Linked DNA regions of Mus musculus: all the other regions are linked to region 1. A link is a contact called in public ChIA-PET and promoter capture Hi-C data. All regions are on one chromosome and are shown on one strand. The core of a region is the stretch at or near the end of the contact, and the rest is flanking DNA. Distances in the headings are between cores, read along the strand shown.

Evidence for each region. Promoter capture Hi-C pulls out the DNA fragments that hold promoters and counts their contacts. ChIA-PET counts read pairs in DNA pulled down with a chosen protein or histone mark.
Region 2: an RNA polymerase II ChIA-PET map of memory CD8 T cells shows a contact between it and region 1, with 47 read pairs. The contact joins the enhancer-like site here to the promoter of Ubc in region 1. A contact is called at or near these places in 2 of 39 promoter capture datasets (hippocampal neurons and liver), 1 of 484 Hi-C or Micro-C datasets (the HPC-7 cell line) and 5 of 115 datasets of contacts at active chromatin or transcription factors (astrocytes, craniofacial prominence, embryonic forebrain and 2 more).
Region 3: a promoter capture Hi-C map of pre-B cells shows a contact between it and region 1, with 2.3 times the contacts expected there. The contact joins the enhancer-like site here to the promoter of Ubc in region 1. A contact is called at or near these places in 2 of 39 promoter capture datasets (the C10 cell line and pre-B cells), 1 of 484 Hi-C or Micro-C datasets (the N1E-115 cell line) and 4 of 115 datasets of contacts at active chromatin or transcription factors (bone marrow-derived dendritic cells, effector CD8 T cells, heart atrium and 1 more).
Region 4: an RNA polymerase II ChIA-PET map of memory CD8 T cells shows a contact between it and region 1, with 39 read pairs. The contact joins the enhancer-like site here to the promoter of Ubc in region 1. A contact is called at or near these places in 1 of 39 promoter capture datasets (pre-B cells) and 5 of 115 datasets of contacts at active chromatin or transcription factors (bone marrow-derived macrophages, effector CD8 T cells, embryonic midbrain and 2 more).

What each region holds. Positions count from the first base shown.
Region 1 is chr5:125,388,630-125,391,330 of GRCm38.p6, reverse strand. It overlaps Ubc (ubiquitin C), which reads left to right and starts at 1,314. Exons shown (of 2, transcript NM_019639.4): 1 at 1,314-1,421.
Region 2 is chr5:125,015,285-125,017,985 of GRCm38.p6, reverse strand. It overlaps Ncor2 (nuclear receptor co-repressor 2), which reads left to right. Exons shown (of 47, transcript NM_011424.3): 47 at 1-833. Among named protein-coding and RNA genes, the nearest start is that of Rflna, 13 kb to the right of the region's middle. Within about 2 kb of position 1,310, at least 25 of the 459 cell types and tissues checked have an H3K27ac peak or open chromatin away from gene starts, as enhancers often do. A contact at or near this core is called in memory CD8 T cells, where this site is marked.
Region 3 is chr5:125,051,516-125,054,216 of GRCm38.p6, reverse strand. The region is part of intron 18 of Ncor2 (nuclear receptor co-repressor 2); the gene reads left to right. Among named protein-coding and RNA genes, the nearest start is that of Rflna, 49 kb to the right of the region's middle. Within about 2 kb of position 1,351, at least 187 of the 459 cell types and tissues checked have an H3K27ac peak or open chromatin away from gene starts, as enhancers often do. A contact at or near this core is called in the N1E-115 cell line, bone marrow-derived dendritic cells, heart atrium and 2 more, where this site is marked.
Region 4 is chr5:125,105,097-125,107,797 of GRCm38.p6, reverse strand. It overlaps Ncor2 (nuclear receptor co-repressor 2), which reads left to right. Exons shown (of 47, transcript NM_011424.3): 6 at 1,486-1,599. Among named protein-coding and RNA genes, the nearest start is that of Ncor2, 73 kb to the left of the region's middle. Within about 2 kb of position 1,362, at least 117 of the 459 cell types and tissues checked have an H3K27ac peak or open chromatin away from gene starts, as enhancers often do. A contact at or near this core is called in bone marrow-derived macrophages, effector CD8 T cells, memory CD8 T cells and 1 more, where this site is marked.

The DNA of each region.
Region 1 (2,701 bases), core at 65-2,564:
TGCTGAGATTAAAGGCATTTAATAGTGTGTGTCCATCTAAGTGTGTGCCACATGTATGTGAAAGTGTCCCTAGGGACATTGGACCCTCCTGAAGCTGGAGTCACAAGCTAGCTGCCTGACAGGGTTGCTGGGTATTGAATTCATGTACTCTGGAAAAAGACCTGTTCCTACTGGGGAGCCATCTCTCCCCATCAGGGATTCAATTCTTACCTTCTAAGGTCTTAGGCCTTACATTTCAAAAACCTGAGCTGGGCAGTGGTGGCGCAGGCCTTTAATCCCAGCACTTTGGAGGCAGAGGCAGGTGGATTTCTGAGTTCGGGGCCAGCCTGGTCTACAAAGTGAGTTCCAGGACAGTCAGGGCTACACAGAGAAACCCTGTCTCAAAAAACCAAAAAAAAAAAAACAAAACAAAACAAAACAAAAAAAACCCTGAATAATTTGATTCGTATAAGTGGGATATATGCTTGCTGTAATCTGAACATTGTACTACACGTGCACATTTGTGCTTTTTTGTTTTTGTGGGGGTTTTTTGTTTGGTTTTTGGTTTTTCAAGTCAAGTGTAGCCCTGGCCATTCTGGAACTTGATCTGTAGACCATACTTGGGAGGCAGAGGCAGGAGGACCTATATAAACTTGAGACCAGCCTGGTCTACATAGCATATTCCAGGACAGGCAGGGCTACACAGAGAAACCCCCATCTGAACAACAAAAATTTAAAAATCAGGGCTTCAGTGGGTTCAGTCTCAGAATATGAACAACAAATATGAACAACATTTGGAAATTTTGACCTTTACTTAGTGACAAGCACATAGAAAACATAGAACCTTCTCGAATCCAAGGACACAAGGTTTAGGAAAAATCTGGAAAGATCAGGTTCTGCTGGGCTTCAGATCTAATGCCAACAGTTTTCAAGAACTGTGTAGACTGTCTGCTTTCCTTGACAAACTCAGATTCGTTTTTCCAAATCGGGGAGAGATTCCCTCCTTCGTATTTTTTTTTTTTAAATTTATTAAAAACCCTTTGTCATTTTCCTTGTTAGGAGATTTGCACAGTCATCCACCCTGTCACTGTGCCAAAACAGTGAGGGCTGGGCATAGTGACCCGCCGGGGATGAGGGGATTGAGGAGGCGAGGTCACCAATGGGATCCCAGTGTGACAGGAGCCAAAGCCCTGGGTCCCCCTAGCGCGGAAAGAAAACAGGGGGGGTGGGGGGTGGTGGCCTGACTAGGGGCGCCAGGCCGCGAAGCCGCAGGGCGCCTGCGCCAAGGCCCGCTCCGGCCTCAGTGATCCCAGCCGTGTTTTCGTGCCGATCGTCTCACGCGCGCTGATCCCTCCGCGGAGTCGCCCGAGGTCACAGCCCTGCCCTCCCACACAAAGCCCCTCAATCTCTGGACGCCACCGTGAAACAACTCCGTGAGAGAGGTACCTTGATAGTTTTAGCCTGTCGCTTTCGCTGCCGAGACTGGACCCGGCGTTACAAAGTAGTCCCTGACCGCATTGCCCGCGGAGGGACCGCGCGGAAGGGGGGGGGCGGGGCTTCGGTGACTATATAAAGAGACGCCGGGCGTGCCGCAGCTAGTTCCGTGGAGACTGCGAGTTCCGTCTGCTGTGTGAGGACTGCCGCCACCACCGCTGGTGAGGAGAAAGCCGCCGCACCCGGTCGGGGACGGGAGGCTGGAGGCGAGACGGGGCGAGAGGCAGCCCCGCGGCCCAGACGTTTGGTTTCCGTGGCCCGCGCGGACCGCGGCTGCCCCGAGGCAGAGGACTGGGCGGCAAGATGGCGGCCAGATGGAAGCCTGAGGGGGAAGACGCGGGGCTCTGACGCGCAGGACGAGGTTGGGGGAGGAAAAAGGCCCGCGAGGCCGCTGCCCTCCGGTTAAGCCGGGGACGTCGGAGACTGTGGGGTGGGGACTGAATTAGGGTTGCGCGCCGTAGGAGCCTCTGCTGTGAGAGCCGTGGATATTGGGCTGGCCCGAGAGGTCGATTGGCCCGGCGTTCGTCCGTTCGTTTGCTGAAAGACGGAAGTGCGATCGAGACCGGAAGGGGGTTGGGCGGCGGTTCAGCCTGCCTGGCCTGCCGCCCCCTGTGACGTCGCGGGTTGCGTGGCCTCCTAATGGATAGTGACGTCACTATCTTGACTTTAGCTTTCCCTCGGTTGTAGGACAGGGTTTGGGTCTCGGCCTCCGGTAGCCTCTCCAGAGTAAACAGGAACCGGAAATTCAGAGGGGAAATGTGAGCCATTCTTGTCCTGTTTCGTTTTAAGAATGTCGCTGTACAACTATGACTACTGAAACTTTTGGGGGGGGGGTTCGAGACGGTTTCTCTATGTAGTCCTGGCTGTCCCGCATCTCACTCTGTAGATCAGGCTGGCCTCGAACCCAGAAATCCTCCTGCCTCTGCCTCCCAAGTGTTGGGACGAAAGGCACCACCATTGTCCTGCGACAAGGGTGTTTTTTTTTAAACTGTCAAAATCTCTGCCTCTACCACCCCATGTGATGAGGTCCAAGGCCAGTACCACCACTCCAGACTAATTTTAATCGTTCAGACAAAAGTTTGGTGTTCTTTTGGGGGAAGGAGAGTTGAGGCAGGATTACACTGTCTCTGGCTGACCTTCCAGTTAGAGATCTGCCCACCTCAGTGTCCCCAGTGCTGAGGTCAGCGATAGGCATGGGCTCAGACTTAGTTTTGCAGTAGTAACTTGC
Region 2 (2,701 bases), core at 61-2,560, 370 kb after region 1:
TAACTAAGACTCCCACCCCGGGCTGGCCCTGCGCAGTGACCTTACACTCAGGGGATGTTTACCTGGTGCTCGAGAGGGGAGTGGACAGGAGGGGAGGGACAGCGGGCCAGGAGGGGGGGGGACAGCAATCGTGTGTCAGTCGCACTCGTGCATCTGGGGCAGCGGGGACCCACCACAGGCTGACCAGGCACCTCCATGCCACCGCCTCGCCCCTTACCGCATTTGGAACCAAAGTCTAAGCTGAACTCTCGCGTGGTCCTGCCCCTCCCTCTGCCCCCAGCCCGCTTGCGCTCTGGACAGACAGACGTTCCCAGCTTATCCTGCCCTAATGCTGTCATCATCGCAGTCTCCAAAGGCCACCCAGCCCACAAGACTGGGAGCCCATCAGACCAGGTGGGTGCACAAGGGGCCAGGCCTGGCCTGGGGCACGGATGCTTGCAGGAACTGGACCGTTTCCCGGCCTGTTGCTGTGGCAACGGGAGGGAAGGCACGTGTAAATGGTGTTGGCTTACAGGGTATATTTTTGATACCTTCAATGAGTTAATTCAGACGTCTCACACAAGGAAGGACTCGCCCGTGTTTCTGCCGCTGTGCTTTGGTCTCTACCTACTGTTTCAGAGGCACGTGCCAGCCAAGGCGGTGGCCCCACCATACGCAGGACTTGGGGGTCAGGGGCTCCGGCACACGGCACTGTGCCCTTCCCCCCCACCCCCTTCCTTGGGCAAAATGGACTTGATGCGTATTCTGTGGCCGCTCTCTGTGCACGGCGGCATTCTGTCATTTACACATGTTGTTCCAATTAGAAAGCAAATATACTCAAGTGACAACGTTTCTACTCTGCTTCTCACTGGGCAGCAGGCAGCCACAGGAGTCAAGGGGAGTGTTCCTTAAAGTCAGCACTGAGCAGTGAACATTGACCCCTAAGTACAGTGCCACCAGAGGGCATCCTGCATGCACACGTATGAGGAAGCCACCAGGTACTTGTGTCGTCGATACCTTGCTGGATGTTCACACCGGTGGGGGACCCATTGGTCATTCACACCAGTGGTCATCGTACAGGGGTGTTCACACTTGTTGGGGAAGCCAGCCAGTACCTGTATTATACGGTGACTATGTGGAGGTGTTCATACCCGTGGAAAAGGGTCCTGGGCATTCACCCTTGTCACAGGAGAGTAGTCATTGCATTCTTCACGGTGACAGTGTGTGGTACTTACGGGGTGAAGATTACTGTCTCGTAGTAGGCATTGGGGTCCCTGCCTGTGGCTTAGCCTCTCCTGTTCTTTCTTGTGGGTGTAAATTTCCGCCAGTCACACCCACAGTGTGCCCTTCCCCCCCACAGTGAGGGTGTCCTGGGGACTCTTGCTTCTTGCTCTGCACTGTTTTGATCCTGCCTGTTGTGTCAGCGGTAAGTATTCTTGAACCTGACCGAAATGGCCACACCTACCTCTTTGGGTTTGATCTAAGAAACTCCAACAGAGCCCTGCTGCCACCTTGGTGCCTGTTGTAATCAGGGTTCTCTAGAGCAGTGGCTCTCAACCTTTCTGTTCCTGTGACCCTTGAATACAGTTCCTCGCGTTGTGGTGACCCCCTGACCATAGATTTCATTGCTACTTCATAACTGGTTTTGCTACTGTTGTGAATCATAGCATAAATATCTGATATGCAGGATAGTTGATATATGTCACCCCTATGAAAGGGCTGCCTCTAAGGGGTTGCAACCCACAGGTTGAGAACCATTGCTCAGGAATTTGTGTGTTACACATACATACGTGTGTATATGTGTATATATACGTATGTGTATATATGTGTATTTGTATATATACAAACATATACATACGTGTATGTATGTGTATATACATATGTGTATAGCAGAATTTATTAAGAATAAGCTTTTTAAAATATTTGTTTTATTTATATTTCACATGTGTTATAATGTTTGGTCTTTGTGTATATCTGCACCACAGTGCTTGCCTGGTATCTGCAGAGCTCAGACTAGAGACAGGTGCTCGTGAGCCACCAATGTGGGTGCCAGGAACTGAACCCTGGGTCTTCTGGAAGGGCACCCCCGAACACATCTCTCCAGCTCCTTGAGTGAGCTTTAAAATAGTAACACAGCCAAGCCCCACCCACGATGCTGAGAACAGTTTGTGTGGTCCTTGGACCTGAGTGCCTCAGAGTTGTCCCAGAACAGCTTGCCTCTCACTGCAAGGCGATGACCCTTAAGTCACTGAGTAAGAGTGCCAATCTGGCACCTGGAAGCTCAGAAGGTTTCTAGAGAGCCGCTGGTCCCCAGGCCGCCAGGAAAGCTTAGCCTGGCTGTACCGTCAGCCATGGGGTTAGCAGTGCTATCAATGAGGCAGAGCCGCTCTGAGTGAAGGGCGAGGTGATCGCCTTCCTGGCAGTTCCTTTTGTACCTGGCTGCTGCCTGAAGGTGCTGCCCACAATCCAGGTGTGCCTTCCCACATCAAAACCGTTGGGACAGCTCTTCAGGTGAGGCTCCCTTACCTCATTTGTGACAGGGTGACATTTAAACCAACTCTCGAAGCAGGGCTGAGAGGGCTTCCAGTCTTTGCACTGAGTCAGTTGATCTGCTCCATCCTGGGGCCTGGGGCCCCTCTACATCCATCCATACCCATCTGTACATGTTGTGACACCCCAGCCTGCTGTCCCCAGTCTGCCACCTGGCTCCAGAGCTGGTTTG
Region 3 (2,701 bases), core at 102-2,601, 340 kb after region 1:
CAGTTCCCACCTGCTTCAGGAGTGTATGAGGAGCAGGTACCTTCCACTGAGGAAAGTCCAGTGTCTGGCCCAGGTCACAGAGTAGGACAGAGTTTGTGTATAGTGGGCAAAGGCGTGGTTGGAGTGTCTGGAGGAGCTTACTACTTAGTGGGATGTGGGAATCATGGTGAGCTATTGAGCTGAGGTGACTCTGGTCTGAATGGGATGGAGGCAGGCTGCCCAGGAAAGGGGACCCCTGCCCCGTTCTTAGCTTTGTCATTCAGGTGGCTGCCCTGGCGGAGGCCTGTAGAGGAGGTGGGCTGATTCTCTCCCCAGGCAACCTCAAGAGCTGGCTGGCTGGTCCTGAGGATCATGATAAGAGCAGTGAGCAGAGGCGGAGGCCCCTGAAGTACAGAGCGAGTACCGTGTTGTATGAGTGTATGAGCTGGCCTGTGGCAGCCCCTGACCTGGGCTGTCTGTTCTCACCCACTCGGCATCAGGCTGCCACTGTAAAGAGGGTAGGCCAAGCTGCACTAAGGATGCTTGAGCCCGGAGGATCAGGAGTTCAGGGCCAGCCTAGGCTACAGGACCGTGTCTCAAAAAGAAAATGACAAGAACTAAGAGGTTCACTTCTGTTCTCTGAGTCCTGAAGCAGTGGCTAGGGCCTTTGGCTGCTGGCCCGGCCCCGTCTGAAAGCAGGAAGGCATGCCACCCTCAGCCACCCAGAGAACAGGGGAGGCAGGAGGTCAGTGGGTGTCCCTGCCTCTCATCCCAGGCCTGGCCTGCACATGGCTGCTGGAGACTCATCAGAAACCGGGAGCTTGGGCGGAGCCTGCATGTCGCAGGTTATGTAACATTTGGCAGCCTTGTCCTCTCTGAGGTCTCCCTCCCCCTCCGTGTGGCCAAAGGCTGCCCTTCTGTCTGTGTCCTGGCCCTCAGGGCTCGGCCTCCAGGTTGCTCAGTGTGTCATCTGGGCGCTGGCCCTGCCGGCCTTGCTTCCTTCTGCTGTCTTCTCTCTGTGGCTGCTGGGAGACGCTCCAGGCAGGGATGTATTTGAACTCTGGCAGGCGGGCCTCCTTGACTCTGCGCTTTGTGTCTCTGAGTCGTCGGTGTCATCCTCTCTGGTGTTGGCTCATTTATGGAATGACGTGGTTATGGAGTGTGTGGTGACTCTACTCCAGCTGTGGGAGGGAGGCAGTTGGAGCAGGCAGAGGTCCCAGTTGACGAGGAATAAGTCTCGTCAAGATGCTGTAACTCCCGTAACTTCCAGCTTGTGGCCCCAGAGGTGCGGAGACAGAGATGCAGAGAGAGTGAGGGTTTTTGCAGAGCATTGGTTAATCCCCCAGGGAAATCAGAGAGGGCCTCTGGGGAGATGACGTTGAAGGAAGTGAGTGTTCGCTCTCTGGGGGAAGGGTGTTCAGGCAGGGAACAGCCTGTGTAAAGTCCCTGGGGCTGGCGTGGGGCCTGGAGAAGCAGACTTAGACTAGGCAGAGTGGCAGGACTAGTGATCTGGAGCTGATGTCAAGTGTTAGGGGCTGCCTGGAGTGGTGACGGCTGTGTGGCAGGCAGGGTAGCTGTGTGTACGTGTGACTTGACGCCTTGCAGATTGCTGGTGTGCAGTAGGTGCTTAGGAAATGCCATCTGTGATGTGAGTTCATATCTCCAAAACAGCGCTTACACACGCTTACCAGCCCTTTGTCACTGGGGCTATACAGGGCCGGGTGTCCCATAGGCTCTAGAAACACAGGGTGTGCTCTGTCGTCTGTCCATGACTCTGCCAGGCTGATGGGCTCCCGTTTCCTGTGAGTGTCCTTGCAACCTGCTGCCTAGTTCCTGTTGCTAAAGATAGACGAAGGAAGGGGATCCCCAGCCCCATGCCACAGCATCCTCGCACCCGCAGACTGGAGCCTGGGCCTCTTGGGAGGTGCCAAGACCAGACCCTGTGTGGGCGGGGGTGGCAAGTCAAATGTCCACGAGGTCTGTGTATACTTAGAACAAGTCTGTGGCCTAGTATTGGCAATAGAGACAGTGATGGACTGACAGGCATACATCTGCCTTTTGTTCTGTGTCCCAGGATCCTGGGACAATGGACACAGCAAGCCTCAGAGCATGGTCCTGCTATGTTCCCAGGACAGAATGTCACCAGTCAGGTGTAGCAGAGCTATGGTCTGTCACCAGCTTCTGATCTTGGTGGTTTTTTTCTAACCTATGACCCCCGCTGCCATCTTCCCCTGAAAGAGCTGGTCAGTTGCAGCATGTCTCCACCCACCACACCCCTTCCCTCCTGGCCTGTGCTCCGCTCGGACAGCCCTGTGGATGTTGCCAGACCAGCACGGAGGGCATCAGCTGAGATATGAGGGCGCCTGGACCACATTCTGTCCCTCATACTAGATCAGGCTTACCCCAGGCTACATCGTTTCAAGACTAGTGCATGTCCTGACTGCTGCTTTGAATCCCAAGCTTAGGGAAGCCTCGGCTGCTCTGGGCTTCGACCCAGCTCAGTGGAGGATCACGGAAGTCCAGCCAGGGGAGGGTTTTGAATGCTTCTGTGCTGGGAGGGTGATGCTAGGCCCTGAGTGTGGGGAGTAGAGGTGGTTTGAGGGAAAAGCAAGACGACAGTATGGCTCATCCACACCCTAGAGCCTTTGTAAATAGGCGTCTCTCAGCCAGAGCCTTGCCCGGGTGAGAGAGGCTTACCCCATGCTAGATCATTTTTCCCTCT
Region 4 (2,701 bases), core at 113-2,612, 280 kb after region 1:
ATCTTCCAGTCACCGTTATGGGAGTGTGGGTGACTGCCAGGTCACACTGAGGAAGATGCTGAGGGTCAGAGAGGCGCAGTGACTCTAGAACCCTGGGCGATGGAATGAAAGTCTGACTTCAGGCTGAGAGGTGTGCTGTCTGGTCAGGGCTGTAGCCAAGACATTGGTCTTCACCCTTTCACCTTCTCTACTCCTTAGACTTCCTGGTTTTTTGTCTTTATTTATTTATTTTTTGGGCTGATCTGTGAGAGCTGCCACCAGGGGTCACTGCAGGACCAAGGCAGCTTGGCTCTTCTGGCCTCAGTGCTGATTGTTCCTGCCTCATCATCTCCTTGTTTCCCGGGCCATAAAACTCTGTTCCTGTGTGACCGAACATGCTCGCTGAATGCACATAGTAAGCAGAGTGGACCGTGCGCTGATCGCACTCATGGCGCCCTCTGTAGGTCACATTAGGCATTGGCTTCCCGTGGAGTCTTGAATTCTTTGCTCTTGGCTCCTGACTTTGGAGTAGAGCGGACAGCAGCAGCAGGAAGGGATGCCAGATAGGAGATGGATGAGGGGTCCAGTGTGAAGACACAGGCATGTGCTGCTGTTGATGATGATGATGCTAGTGATGTTGGTGATGGTGAAAGTTGAGATGGTAAAATGGATGTGATGGATGGTGATGGTGATAGTGATGGGTACGAGGGTGGTGGTGGTACTGCTGCTGCTGCTGGTGTTTGTTAGGATGGTGATAGATGCAATGGTAATGGAGGTAGTGGTGGTAGTGGTCATTGGTGATGAGCGGGGGTGGGGGTGTTTTAATGATGATGCTAATATTAATGGTGGTAATGATGTTGATGGTCAGTGATGGTGGTGGTAGGATGGTGATGGTGGTGTTCATGATGGTGGTGTTCATGATAGTAATGAAGGTGATAGCGGCAGCGATGGGTGGTGGCGATGATGGTGGTGATGATCTGATGGTAGCGATTGGGTGCTGCTGCTGATTGCGGTAATGGTGATGGTGGTAATGGTTGTGGCTGTGGTAATGGTGGCAATGATGGTGTTGATCATGGTGATGGTGAAGATGATTGTGATTCTGATGCTGGTGGAAAGCTTTGTCTGTCACCAGTCTTTCTTCCTTTCTGCCTCTCCCAGCCCTCTCCATGTAGCTCCTGGTTTAGTCCTTAGAAGATTAGGGACTCTTTGTTTCCAGGGAAAGGAGTAGGAAGTTCAGAGACACTGAGTAACTTCTCAACAGGCTGTGTGGGTGTACGGGGCAGAAGTGTAGTGCTCCTGGTTGAGGCCTTCACTCTGTGCCTGTGGCCTCTCTTGGAGCCTGGAGGCTCAGCCACCAGGGATCCCTGCCAAGCAGGGCACCGAGTCTCTGGGTGACTCATAGGAAATGGCGATCAGCCTGACTTCCTGTGTGTGGCTACGGGCAAGTGGGGGGAACAGTGCCTCAGCTTCCGGCCTTCACCGCTCATGTTCTCCCCTTTCCCGCAGCAACAGTTGGAGGAGGAGGCCGCCAAGCCGCCCGAACCCGAGAAGCCTGTGTCGCCACCACCCATAGAATCAAAGCACCGAAGCCTGGTCCAGATCATCTACGATGAGAACCGGGTACGGCCCACAGGAGCAAGTCATTGAACCATGAGTTCCCTATCACCGTGGAGGCTGGCGAGCGGGTGGGGAGGGTGGACCATGGGCCATGCATAGCGTTGGCATTGGCCTCAGGCTGGAGGAGAGCGAGGGGGCCTGCCGGCCACTGAGATGCACTGTCACCTCATATCTGCCTAGCGGATCCAGTGACACGCTTGGTGATATCACTATTAATACTGGCAGGTGGCTGCCTGGCTGGTCCTAGGAAGGTGTGCATCGTAGGCGTTTCCATCTCACACCTGGAGAGACAGACCCAGAGATGGGGAGTGCTCAGAGTCACGCAGCCACGGTGCAGGAACTGTGGGATTTGAACTGGGCTCGTGAGCTGCAGGCAGGGCCTGATTTTTGGAGCTTTGGGCTTTTGAGCTTTTGACTGCCTGGATTCTCTGCGAGTGAGAAACCAAAGCCCAGAGAGGAATGTGGGCCAGACAAGTCTTGTGCCTCAGGTTCCATAGCTTAGGATGTAAGTAGGTGTTCTTTATTGCTTAGGGAAGATACTGGGGCTCAGAGAGGGCAGGAGACCTGCGTGAGATTGCACAGCAGGTTAGATTTGGGGCTGGGACTCAGAAGCAAGATTGAACTTGCTTGACGGTGGCGGAGATGGTCAGAGGAGTGTGGCTCTCTAGCCACATTGGACATTTGTTCCCAAGGCTGCCTTTATCTTGCTCTTTGTTCTGCTGTCCCTCTTTAAGGGAGGTCCCTCTGCTCTTTCTCTCTACTCTGATGTCCCCCTGTCCCCGGCCTTGTGCTAGCTAAGGCCTGTATCACAGCCTTAGGAGGAGGGCCTGGAGATGTGTCACACACCCATGCTTGTTCCTCTGCCTTCACGGAGCCTGGAGCAGGCTCCCCAGCTTTCCCCGAGGAACAACAGCAGAGCCTAGCATTCCCTGCGATCAATAGGATTACATTTTAATCCCCCTTCCTTCCTAGGAAGAGGCAGGACAGGCTCTTGCCTCCAGTGTTCCTGTGGTCAGGCAGCCCAAGGCCTCGTGCATCTGGAACACATCTGTCCTCAAGACCAACGAGTGGCTTTTCCACCTCCCGGGGCTTCTGTGGGCATCAC